Linked DNA regions of Drosophila melanogaster: region 2 is linked to region 1. Evidence: chromatin contacts called from public Hi-C data. All regions are on one chromosome and are shown on one strand. The core of a region is the stretch at or near the end of the contact, and the rest is flanking DNA. Distances in the headings are between cores, read along the strand shown. Region 1 holds the start of Lrch (Leucine-rich-repeats and calponin homology domain protein). Region 2 overlaps Pde11 (Phosphodiesterase 11).

Region 1 (2,914 bases), core at 178-2,677:
GGGGGCGGGGTCCTGCGAGAGGGCGGTGAATTTTCTGGGTGGGTATTTCCCATTTACTATTTCTCCGCTGGTGCATATTTTTTGGTCCTAACAAAAACGAAAGTTGGTTGAACTTCGACAAAATTTTCGTGCCGGCTGCGGCGAAAATAAAAATAAATAAGGATAACACGAATAGTGCAAAGTGGCGAAGAGCGAATAACGGCGGTAATTATTGTCCTTGAGCGCAGTCCGAAAAGGGAGAGAATGGGAGAGCCGCAGAGAGAAAGAGCAGCTGATGGGAGGACAGAAAAGGAGGAAAAGGATGAACCTCCGACGGCTGCTGCAAATTATTGATTTTCAAGCAACAAAAGGAAAATTCGCCACTGCAATGGAGATGGAAAAACTTCGTTAGCTCACCGGCAACAAACCTCCTTTGCTTAAATGCCGCACCCTAAAGGTATACACATACGCCAAACATTTTCGATAAGCAACTAATTTAATTGCTTTATCAGTACTTGTACATATGTAAACTCTACTTTTACTTTTTCTGACGTCAAAAGAAAACTTTATAACTAACAATTTTCTAATCAACTTTAATACCATTTAACTTTGTAATATAAAAATGTATGCTTTTTCCAATAAAATGTTATTAACTTCGTACATTAAGTATTATTAAGAACAGTTTAAACTTTACTTAGGAAGTAATGAAAACCCAATTTTTTCCGGAGCTACGAAACCGGCTTGAAGAACACCTTTTCTTTGTTCTCCCTTACGAATATACACTATACAATAGCGGTACGCACCTGCGATGACAGTGTCGGTAAGTGAGTACTTCGTTCCAGTCCTGGGAAAGTCCTTCAGCTTGCGATTGGTCAGGATCAGTTCGCCGCTGAAGTGCGCTTCTTCCAGGATTCTTTCCAGGGAGCGCGTCAGCTGGGAATGACTAAGCAGGGCAGACGAGGTGGAGGAGGAGGTGTTTCCAGCGTGGCCTATTCCAGATCCCGATCCTGTTCCAGATCCTGGAAGGGAAGCCGACCCGCTGCCGATGGCGCTGCCAGCGGCGCTGCCGACGCCGACTGCGACGCTATGTAGGCGTTGGTAAACCGTTGCTGCCATTTCCCGTGTAGGCGTGGCGACACTTCCACACACTTGCACACACACACGCACGCGCTAAACTATCACACCGATAAGGAAACGGAGTGAAGTGCCGAAAGAAACCGAAACTGGAAACTAAATTTGCTCTATTGAAACGCACGCATCTCGATTATTTTTCATTTAGTGTACGTCTTCTTGGCTCATTGATAAGATTTCTCGGAATTGGATTTTCCTTTTGCGGCTTCCTTCTTGCTTCCTCTTCTTTGCCTCCTCGCACACACGCGCACTCACACACGCACAAGCTCACGCAGCAGACGAGCGACAGTGCACAACGAAAATCGAAAAACAACTGAATCGGTTTATGGGATGCTACTTGGGCAGCGCTGGAAACGTTGCTGTTAGTTTAAAATCGGCGTGCCTTTGAGTACTATCGATAAAATACCACAGTGCGCCGATGATACACTGGCTCCATTTTTATCGCAATTCGAAATGTCAACAATCTTACATTTTATAATGTAATGTAATGTTTGTTTATTCAGAATGATCTACCGTTTAGCATTTGCCCCTTCAAATTTAGGGCATTATTAGATTACTGAGTCGTTATTACACCGAAACATTTCATATAACTACTTAAAGAAAAAATGAACAAATGACCAGGTAACCTGGTATTGGAACCCGGCAATAAACTGGTTGAATATTAAAAAACCATGTTAGACTAAATTATAAATTCGTTAATTTGTCAGTTGTGTGGGCTCAGATCACAAATCTGAATAAGCTCAGCGACGCTTCCATTATTGGTGACATAATTTCATATTTTACATATTTATATTCACGAATAAATATTCGCCAATTTCCTACAGGGTGTTTTTGTATGACCGCATTACTCTAAAAATACCTCGGGAAAATATAGCCGCAACTATCGATTGGCGCGCTGCACTGGAGCTGTGCTACCATCGCTAACTCAGTGCAACAACAAAATTCCAACGCAACGCCAACTAAGTGCAAAAAAAATCTAAAATTTGTGTAAAATTGTAAAATCCCAATCGCGTATATTTCTAAATCGTATTCGCACAGCACAGTATGTAAAGCACTCCAGTTTATTTAAGTACTGTGTGTGTGTGCGGTAAACACACACCAATAAGAGTGCGTTTTCGCGTCCCTTTTCCCACCCTCTTCTAATGGTTCCCTCTTCTATAACTGTGTCAAATCAGCAGCAACAATAAAATATAGAACAGAGCTACAGCGTGCGTGTGTGTGTGTGTGAAATGCACAAATTGATAAGCAATTTGATTCAATTTAATCTTGTTTAAGTCTGATGAATATCAGCGCAAGCAGCCCAACACAAAATTATAAATAAAAAGTTACGAATTTATATAAATAGAATACCCTTGAGTGATTTTGTTAGTCGCATAAAATTAATTCAATACATATTTGTGTTCCGCATTTTTTGAAAATATAACGAAGTTCTGGCCAACGAGAGCAACAACAAAAAGCGGTCTTGTTTGTTTTTCAAGCTCAACGAAAAAAAGAAGAAAAGAAATCTGCTCTCAGTCAGCTGTTTTAAAGCAGCCGCCTAAGTGCGAGTGAGATAGCTGCCTGCGCGCCAAAATAAAGCAACAACAAAAGTGGAACAGTGGTTCAAAACCTAGCTAAAAATAAAAAAAATCCATTTATTTTTGTAGCAAAAATATAAAATAAAAGCAAATTAAGCGAATTATACATATATTTGTTAAGGTAAGTGATCAGCATTCCATTTATTTTACCAAAAATTATTCTTTTGCACTTGTTTTTCCCCCAAGTTTTTTAAATCGTTTACTTTTAATACGCGTGTGTCCTAATA
Region 2 (2,914 bases), core at 143-2,642, 1.2 Mb after region 1:
TCGCAACTTGCCCTCTCAAAAAACCACAAAAATTACCAAAAATGAAAAAAAAAAAAAACGAAAAAAAGAAGTGCCCAAGGAATAATAATTCATAATTAATACGAAACGCATATCACGAAAACGTTGACCGTTTTGTGACTATAAAATGCGTAATCATCTAAATAATAACAATCCACCTTCGCTGCGGCCCTATAAACCGTAAACAAAAATTATTGTTGCAAATCAAACAGCAGCTGACGATGGGTAAACAACAGGCAGCTAGAGAGCCCGGTAAACAATAAAACACGAGCGGAGCAACTTGGCAAACAGAGGCCTCAAATTGGCCTGGCCAAAACGAAAAAGAAAGAAACGGGGGAAATAAAAAAGGAGAGCGCAGCGAATCTAGGTGAGATCTGTGGGGCGTTCGTTCATCACTATGTGGCCAACACCCACACCATGGCCATCATGGAGCTGTGAGTGGAGCGGCCCAAACGACAGGCAACAAATCAATCAGCCAAAAAGTACATAAGAAAAAGTTGCGACCTGTTTGGCATTTTTAATATTTCTGCGCTGCCGCCAACTAAGATGATGCTTTGCAATCTTAATATATTTCGTTTGTCATTCGTTTTTTGTGTACACACTCTAAAAGGCTGTAGGGCCATAACCATAGCTGAAAGTTGTGTATGGCAGGCCATAAAGTATAAACTGTATCTAAGCCGGTTAAATGCGATCTTAATCACAAATCTGCCTTTTAATACAGCTTGTCAGAAGCTGAGCTCCTTATTTGAAAAATGACTTTACATTTCTGCTAACTTTATAAGCCCCTACATAAAAGGTGTGAGGCATATAAGATCTTAGACTACTTTGTGCACACCTGGTGGTCTTAAGCATTTTAAATTAAATTTTTACTTCCTATTTAAATTGGTAAATAATAACAATGTTCAGCTCTAAACCCAGTTGGGCTAAAACATTATGAAACTTGTTTCTTCATGGCATCATAAAACCAACGCCAAACTTATGTAGCTGTGTGGTTTTCATAGCCCGAAAATCGTGTGCTTTTCTTTTGCTTAAGTTGGGGTAATTGTTTGGCATACAAAACAACCTCAAACTTAAAAGTATCCGTGAGTGTTTGTTTGCCTTTTCAGTGCGGCTGTGCGGCATGCCAAACACTTTTCTTTTCGTCCCAAACTTTCGTATCTTTGGGGACTTGATAACTCGATAGAGCAAAGTGCATGGAGTTGGCTTATGGCTGGTGGCTAATGCGTCGTTTAAATGCTGACATGCACGTTGTGCAGAGATAAGATAATGCCACATAGCACATACCACAAAGTGAAGTATATAATATACCGTGTACTTGGCACATATTTGATATTCGAGCGGATTTGTTCGCGCTGATAAAAGCGTTGATATCAGAAGCCGGGTCCGTCACTTTGCTAAAAGCCACGCGTATTTCGAATTAACATTAGCATGCTGATTAAGCGAGTCAATTTCATTCGCAGCCATCACATTTTCAACACATTTCTCAAAAGATTTTATGGTATTGTATCCCGAAAAGTGGAACTCCCATTGTTGCCAGCTGCTGGGAAATTGCAGTGATTCACTTGGCGACATCTCAGCCATCTCAGGCCTCAAAGCCGAACCAGTTAATTAACAATTTCTCGCAAAAAGCCAAAATCTTTCCACACTTCAGCTCAGTGACGTGCATTCAGGTGACGCAAATCTCTGACGTCTTTGATTTAATATCGAGTTATTTCTGGTCACTTCTGGGCTGGCTGGCCGCTTGAGGAACACACGTGCCGATGGAGTTCCGATGCATTAGCCACAAAGAAGGGGGAGTGATTTTATAATCTGGCCAGCAAGCACACACCTGACAATTGAGTCGGCTGGCATATGCGGGGGAATATGAATTTCTTTAGTGAGAAATGGCCGTGCCAGCTGATGAATATGCTAAGTTTAATTAGTCGCTGATAAGTGAGTGAGTCACATGAGTACATTTGAGGAATGTTCGGTCTAAGTGCATTTCCAACGATAACGATAAAATAGATTTGAGTAAATCAAATGAATATCTTAATTTCTCTTTTGTCTTAATATAATATATCTGCTAAACATGATAATCATGGCCAGTGTCGTACGACTTGCTTTATTAGTTTTATTTATTATTAAAATCTTCAAATCAGTGGTTCTAACTTATGAATGTCAAACCGGTTTGCCAATTTTTGCATATTAAATTAAATCATTTATTTTCTGTCGGATTATGAAGCCAAAATGTATTCATTATTTAGGTGGTAATAGTCCTTCGCATGCTAAAACAAATATTTATCTGTTTACCTACATATATTTTAGGATTTTCCCTGGTTTTTAGATATATTTTCCGCAATTTAAATATTATCTGGTCATTTCCTGAAAATTTGATCAACAAACTGGCAGGCCCCAAAATGGTAACGAGTACTGGCGCTTATCTGATTCACGTGGTCGATGGAGCTGCTCCAATTTTCTGACAGCTAGACAAATGCCCGTTCTCACCGCTCCAAAAAAAAAAGCCCACACACGTTCATAACAATACTCATATAATCATTGTTGTAATCATTATTATCATCATCATCGCCGTAGCAGCAGAGGGATCTCCTCTCCCACCTGAGTTAATTACACACCTATGTACATATGTGTGTGTGTGTGTCAGGCATAGAGAACAACAGCGAAATATTGGCGGTTAAATATGATAGTTATAATGCGAAACACGTTGAGCGGCTGCAAACCGACTGAAACTGAGAAAAATGTCAACCGGAGACCTTAACGACGTGATTGATATGGAACAGGAAGAACCAGCGGAGCGAAATTTCGACGGGGAAGTCATCGCACGATTTATTGTGTGTTCAGGGTGCACGCACACTTATCGCGCCCACTGTACAGCTACTTGTGGTTCTAAGGTTTTTTT

Evidence for each region. A called contact is a pair of places that touch in the nucleus more often than the background predicts.
Region 2: a contact with region 1 is called in a Hi-C map of the Kc167 cell line, with 4 times the contacts expected there. A contact is called at or near these places in 1 of 107 Hi-C or Micro-C datasets (the Kc167 cell line) and 1 of 7 datasets of targeted methods (the Kc167 cell line).

Annotation. Positions count from the first base shown.
Region 1 is chr2L:17,382,688-17,385,601 of dm6, forward strand. It overlaps Lrch (Leucine-rich-repeats and calponin homology domain protein), which reads right to left and starts at 1,428. Exons shown (of 7, transcript NM_165212.2): 1 at 783-1,428. The coding sequence starts at 1,095. It overlaps CLIP-190 (Cytoplasmic linker protein 190), which reads left to right and starts at 2,013. Exons shown (of 17, transcript NM_165213.5): 1 at 2,013-2,152; 2 at 2,757-2,808; 3 at 2,874-2,914.
Region 2 is chr2L:18,567,514-18,570,427 of dm6, forward strand. The region is part of intron 2 of Pde11 (Phosphodiesterase 11); the gene reads right to left. Among named protein-coding and RNA genes, the nearest start is that of Pde11, 21 kb to the right of the region's middle.